2 separate regions of the Mus musculus genome follow, and region 2 is linked to region 1. A link is a contact called in public Micro-C data. All regions are on one chromosome and are shown on one strand. Each heading gives the region's core, a stretch centred on a gene start, on an enhancer-like site or on the middle of the called end of the contact. The rest is flanking DNA. Distances are from core to core; before and after follow the strand shown.

What was found. Hi-C and Micro-C count contacts between places; a contact is called where the count stands out from the background.
Region 2: a contact with region 1 is called in a Micro-C map of embryonic stem cells, with 4 times the contacts expected there. The contact joins the enhancer-like site here to the promoter of Rps19bp1 in region 1. A contact is called at or near these places in 6 of 39 promoter capture datasets (HPC-7-derived erythroid cells, embryonic stem cells, liver and 3 more), 5 of 15 datasets of contacts at CTCF or cohesin (CD8 T cells, the G1E-ER4 cell line, the NIH/3T3 cell line and 2 more), 117 of 484 Hi-C or Micro-C datasets (the 63-12 cell line, the AML12 cell line, B cells and 57 more), 30 of 115 datasets of contacts at active chromatin or transcription factors (the 230-238 cell line, CD8 T cells, the HPC-7 cell line and 16 more) and 5 of 9 other capture datasets (adipose tissue, embryonic tail, liver and 2 more).

What each region holds. Positions count from the first base shown.
Region 1 is chr15:80,262,916-80,265,929 of GRCm38.p6, forward strand. It overlaps Rps19bp1 (ribosomal protein S19 binding protein 1), which reads right to left and starts at 1,391. Exons shown (of 4, transcript NM_175109.3): 1 at 1,312-1,391; 2 at 1,068-1,202. The coding sequence starts at 1,363.
Region 2 is chr15:80,218,139-80,221,073 of GRCm38.p6, forward strand. No RefSeq gene overlaps it. Among named protein-coding and RNA genes, the nearest start is that of Gm46521, 6.0 kb to the right of the region's middle. Within about 2 kb of position 1,298, at least 161 of the 459 cell types and tissues checked have an H3K27ac peak or open chromatin away from gene starts, as enhancers often do. A contact at or near this core is called in the 230-238 cell line, the 63-12 cell line, the AML12 cell line and 37 more, where this site is marked.

The DNA.
Region 1 (3,014 bases), core at 141-2,640:
TCATCTCACAGGGCTGCCGTGAGGGTCAAACGAGTTAGTTAGTTTAGAAGGGTAAACTGTTGACTGAGTGCTTCATTTCATAAATGTGTGTGTGTTGCGTGCCTTAGTGTATGTATGTGCACCCCAAGTGAGCGTCTGTGGAATCAGAAGAGGGTATCTAATCCCCAGACCTGGAGTTACAGTGGGCTGTGAGCAGCTTTGTGGGCTTCTGGGGGGCTCCAGGTCCTCTGGAAGAGCAAGCAGCAAGTGCTCTTAACCAGTGAGCCAGCCCTCTATCCCTGATGGGTCCTCCATCTTGCCTCTTGCTCATCTTACCCGTTAGCCTTCTTCCAAATTCTCAAGCCTTTCTGGCTAAAACCTTCTCAGATGCCTTAACGTTGCTTCCACCTTGGCTTGTTAGTTTGATTCTTCCTCGGAGCACTGCAGAGCCTTTCACCTCACAAGCCTCACTCACTTGGCAAAACCCTGCTTGTTAGTTTTGAGACTCTCTGATGGCTGGTCTACAGAGTAAGCGTGTGGCGCACGCCTTTAATCCTAGCACTTGGGAGGCAGAGGCAGGTAGATTTCTGAGTTCGAGGCCAGCCTGGTCTACAGAGTAAGTTCCAGGACAGCCAGGGCTATACTGAGAAACTCTGTATCAAAAAGCCAAATAAATAAATAAATAAATAATTAAGAGAGACTCTCTGATGTTTCTCTCCCCACCACGGCTAGAGCTCACAAGCGCCTGGGTCTTGCGTTTCATCTGCCTTCACGATTAGGTCTTGCCCTGAACTCACCACGGAAAGACACAGAACTTCTGATTCTCCTGCCTCCACCTCTCAAGTGCAGGGATGACAGATGTGTGTCACCACTCCCAGGCTTTTCCCTCTTTCTCTCATCCTGTTAACTGCCACATAGCAGACAGCGGCAGACCTGGGAATTAGATTGCTTGGGTTCGAAACCTGTCCCCCACGATTTGAACATTCATTTTGCCTTTTCCTTGTGGAGTCTCGGGGAACGTTTGGAACTCCCGACTCGAAGGCGCTGCCCCCAATTCTAAGAAGCGCTCACAGTCTTTCTCAACTCACCTAGAGCGGACTTAGGCGCCTTTCCCTTCGCTGAGTTCCGCAGTTTCAGAGCCTGGGAGGCCTTGGCCCGCGCCCTCCGGGTCCGCTTCGCCGGAGTCCCGCTAGCCTGGACCTGGCCCGGGACCGCACGGGGAGCTACGGGGAAAGGCAGCGAAGGACCGAGTTGAAGGGCGCGCTCTCCCTCCCCACCCGCCCGGCTGGCTCTCCTACACAGCGCGACTGTCGCAGGACCTGCTCTCCTCACCCTCGGACGCCGCCAGAAGCTCCAAACCGCGCCGCACTAACGCCGCCGACATGTTTCCGAGCCCCGCCCACACGCGGCGAGCTACTTCCGCCCTGGCGGTGTTCGCTCCTCGGCAGAAACTGGAGCAGGAGCTCAGGGTTCCGCAGCGAGCGGAAGTGCTGCCTTAGAACGCAGGCTCAATGGCTTTCCTATAGCCCCGGAGGAGCGGGGAGCTAGGGGCGTGTCCAAAGCGCAGAAGCCACAGTTGTTCAATTTCTAAGCAACAGGTCTCTGGTGATCCAGGCTGTGTGGGCGGGCAGACTCGACTTCTAGCCTTACTGGTCAATTCTGTCCAGGGGCCAAGTGTGGAATAGACTGAGTTCCTGCAAAAGAAGTGATTCTTTCTACTTTCTTTTTAGACAAGGATACATCTAGCCTAGGCTGTCCTTGAACTCGATTGTAGCTGAGGATGACTTTGAACTCCTGATCCTTCTCTCTCTGCCGCCCAAGGGCCGGATTTACAGACCTAAGCCACTTTGCCGGGCTTAGACAGTTTTCATGACCTTCAAAGCATTACACCGGTCCCGTGCACTGTGAGAATCTGTGTGAGAATCAGTAAAGCCAAGGAGGTTAGGTGTCGTACTTTGTAGTCCCAATACTTGGGAGATTGAACAGAGATTGTTGCTCTGAGTTCCAGGCTAACTTGGGCTACATAGCAAGACTCTGTCTCAAACAAACAAACAAACAAACAAACAAACAAACCAAACCAAAACTAACAAAAGGAAAAAACCAAACAAAAGACCAAAAAAAAAAAAAAACCCCAACAAAGAAATAGATTTGCAAACATGCAAAATAAAGTGCTTTGTTTTGAAAAATACAGCTATTTGCTGCAAAATACTGTTTATGTTATTAAGCAATGAGTTGGTTGTCAGGCGAAACAGTAAATACTGCTGGGCACAGTGATACCAGAACACTTAGAATACCAGCACCTGGGAAGCCGAGGCAGGAGAGTGGCAAGTTTCAGGTCAGTTTATATCACATAGCTACACTCCAAATTCTAGACCAGTCTGGGTTACAGATTAATAAGAAGAGCTAGGATGTATTAATAGCTTGGCGGTAGAATGCTTGGATTTAATCCCTAGTATTGAAAAAAAAAAGGTCAGTTTTTAGTCTGATAGATCAATAAATATTACAATCAATATTACACATAGATGTAAATATTCTATCGATAAATATTACACATAAATGTTCTCTGGTTACATGAGTTCCCCCCCCCCCCTCTCAAGACAGGGTTTCTCTGTGCAGCCCTGACTGTCCTGGAACTCACTCTGTAGACCAGGCTGGCTTTGAACTCAGAAATCAGCCTGCCTCTGCCTCCCAAGTGCTGGGATTAAAAGCGTGTGCCACCACCACCTGGCTTCGTTTTTGTTTTTAATTTAAGTATACATATATTTATATATATTACACACACACACACACACACACACATATGGATTTTTGCCTGCATGTATGTCTGTGCACCATAGGTATACCCCATGCCTGTGGAGGCCAGAAGTAAGCATAATTACAGGCTGATGTGAGACGACCCCAAGTCTGCTGGAAGAGCATCTAGTGCTCTTGGTTATTTTGAGCCTTCTCTTCAGCCCTGAGTTTTTAAGAGTGAAAAGAGCGTATGACACCAAAAAGGTTGAGAACCTCTAGTCTAGAGGTTTCTTTTTCGTCAC
Region 2 (2,935 bases), core at 48-2,547, 45 kb before region 1:
TGTAATGGGATCTGATGCCTTTTCTGGTGTGTCTGAAGACAGCGACAGTGTACTCATATACATAAAAAAAATTAAAAACAAGGTAGAGAAGTGACTAAAGATGACACTGGACATGGACCTTAGCCTCTACATGCACATGTGAACCAGTGCACATCTGCTTGTGTGCACATCTGTGCAGGCACACAGTCTTGTGCTTGAGCTGGGCACGGTGGTGTGCTTCCATAATCTCAGCATTTGAGAGATAGAGGTAGGAACACTGTTATAAGTTTGAGGCCATCCTGGTCTACATACAGAGTTCCAGGTTAGCCAAGATTTTGTTACTTACTAGATCTTTCTCAAAGTAAAGCTAGTGGGCCTGGAGAGACTGCTCAGAGCTTAACAAGGGTTGCTTTCTAAGGGGACATGAGTTTGATATCCAGCACCCACAAGTTACCACAGCCATGTGTAACTCCAGTTTCAGGGGACCTAGAGCTCTCTTCTGGTCTCTGTGGGCACCAGTACAAGTTTGCAGTGTCCTTACTTAGACACAGACAAAATACTCATAAGATTAAGAAAGACAAATCTTGGCTAGGTGATGGTGATGTGTGCCTTTAATCCCAGCTCTCAGGAGTCAGAGGCAGGAGCATCTCTTGGGACCTGAGTTTGAAGCCAACCTGGTCTACAGAGAGTTCCAGGATAGCAAGTACTACAGGAGAAACCCTGTTTTGAAAAATCAATACAAATGAAAATCTTTAAAAATTTTCTGAGCCAGGCATGGTGATGCACACCTTTAATCCCAGCACCTGAGAGGCAGAGGCAGGTGGATTTCTGAGTTTGAGGCCAGCCTGCTTGTCAGAGTTTCAGGACAGCTAGGACTACACGGAGAAACCTTGTCTTGAAAAACCAAAACCCCCAAACAAAATAAACTCTTGGGCTTGGATCTTGTTGGCTTCCGTTAGGTCTGTTGACCATCCTGAGCAGATCTGGATGACTTGGGTGGAATCTCAGATCAGTTTAGACGCTTAGGAAAGTCAGAGTTGAGCCTTTACTAGTCAAGGAAGAGAACAGATAGTTTTCTGAAAGAAATGAGGACAAGATGTCACCCTTGGCACCTCAGCTGTCTATGTCCGGTCTCCTCAGCACCTAGCAGCCCTCCCTTGCTCACGTCCGGCTCCTGGATGCTCATCTGTCAGATGGGGTGTGTGTATTACAGGTCTCCAGCTGCGGTGGGCAGTTGTGTGTGCGCGCGCGCATGCGCCTGGCAGCAGAGTCTGAGCTTGGTGGAGGTTTAAAAATCCCCTGTGCCCCTCCCCCTCCTTCGATGTGGTATACGTGACACACGGGTCATGCATTTCCTCCCTGGGCTTCTTCCCTTCGCCCCTGTGACTCATCTGTTTTTCTTTGCCTCTTCCCGCTTCTTCATTGTCCTGCTGACCTTCTTATCTTCCTAGAAATCTGTCTGCTCTGCCTGTGGATCTCAATCCCCAACAAAGTAGGGCTGGTTGCACCTCTCCAGGGAGCCCTCCCTACTCAGCGCCCAGCTCCCTGGTCAGCTGCCTGTTGCAAGGGTCCCAAGGCATCGAGGTCTCCTGAGACTCGGCAGGGCCAGTGTGGAACTCAGCTTCCATCTGAGATTACTTCCCTGTCCTCTCCATCCTGGTCTTGACCACTCATTTATCCAGTGCCATCAGCTGGATATGGGGAGGTATCCTGAGGTACACACACACACAAACAGTAGCTACTCTTTTGGAATGTTTTGGAATGGCTTTTATGTGCCTGGGACAGATATGACTCAACAACCCAGGAGTATGAGGCCAGCTTGGACTGCATGTGACCCAGTCTAAAACAAAAACAAAACAAAACCCCAAAAATAACCAAACAAAAAACCTACAAAGAAAAAAGAAACACTCAGATACGGTATTACACACCTTTAATCCCAGCACTCAGGAGGCAGAGAGAAAAGCAGTCAGATCTCTGTGAATTCAAGGCCAGTTTAGCCTACACATTGAGTTCCGAGACAACCAGGGGTAAATACTAAGACAACACCAATACCAACAGTACACCTCCCTATCCCCACCCCCACACTCACACACACACACACACACACACACACACACACACATTCACACACACTCACATCTACACCACCATGCTTGGCACACATTATTTAATTTTTGAAACTTTTTGTCTGTCTATTGAGACAGGTTTCTCTTTAGACCAGGCTGGCCTCAAACTTACAGATCTACCTGCCTTTGCCTCCTGAGTCCTGAGATCACTAAAGATGTGCACCACTCCAGCCCAGTAGCCAAAAATCACATTTAAATCAAATTTACATAAGTTATGCAGAGTTCCCTCTTTTAACTGGGGAAAGCAGAAGAAGTGGGGCAGGGCTCAAAGCTCACTGGTGGGGGTGGGGAGAGGACCCAGTAGAGAAAGTACTTGTTGTACAAGCACGAAGACCAGAGTTCAAATCCCCAGTATTCATGTAAATGCCAGGCAGGTGTGGTGGTCAACCTGTAAGCCTCAGGAAGTGGAGACAGGAATTCCCCGAAGCAAGTGAGCTAGACTAGGTAAATCAGAAAGCTCTGGGGTCCGGTGGGAAACCTGCCTCAAGAAATATGGTTTGAAAGACCCTGCATCAACCTTTAATCTCTCTCTCTGTCTCTCTCTTTTTTTTTTTTTTTTTTTTTGAGACAGGGTTTCTTTGTGTAGCCCTGGCTGTCCTGAAACTCACTTTGTAGACCAGGCTGGCCTTGAACTCAGAAATCCACCTATCCTCTGCTGGGATTAAAGGCTTGTGCCACCACTCCCCAGCTAACCTCTAATCTGCATATGCACACACACCATATGCATACATATGAAAAAAACAAAAAACAAAAAAACCCTGCCAGTCTGCCCAGGTGACACCCCTTATCACCGGTACCCCTGGGGCTTTCTGTTCTTTTGAAACAAGTTT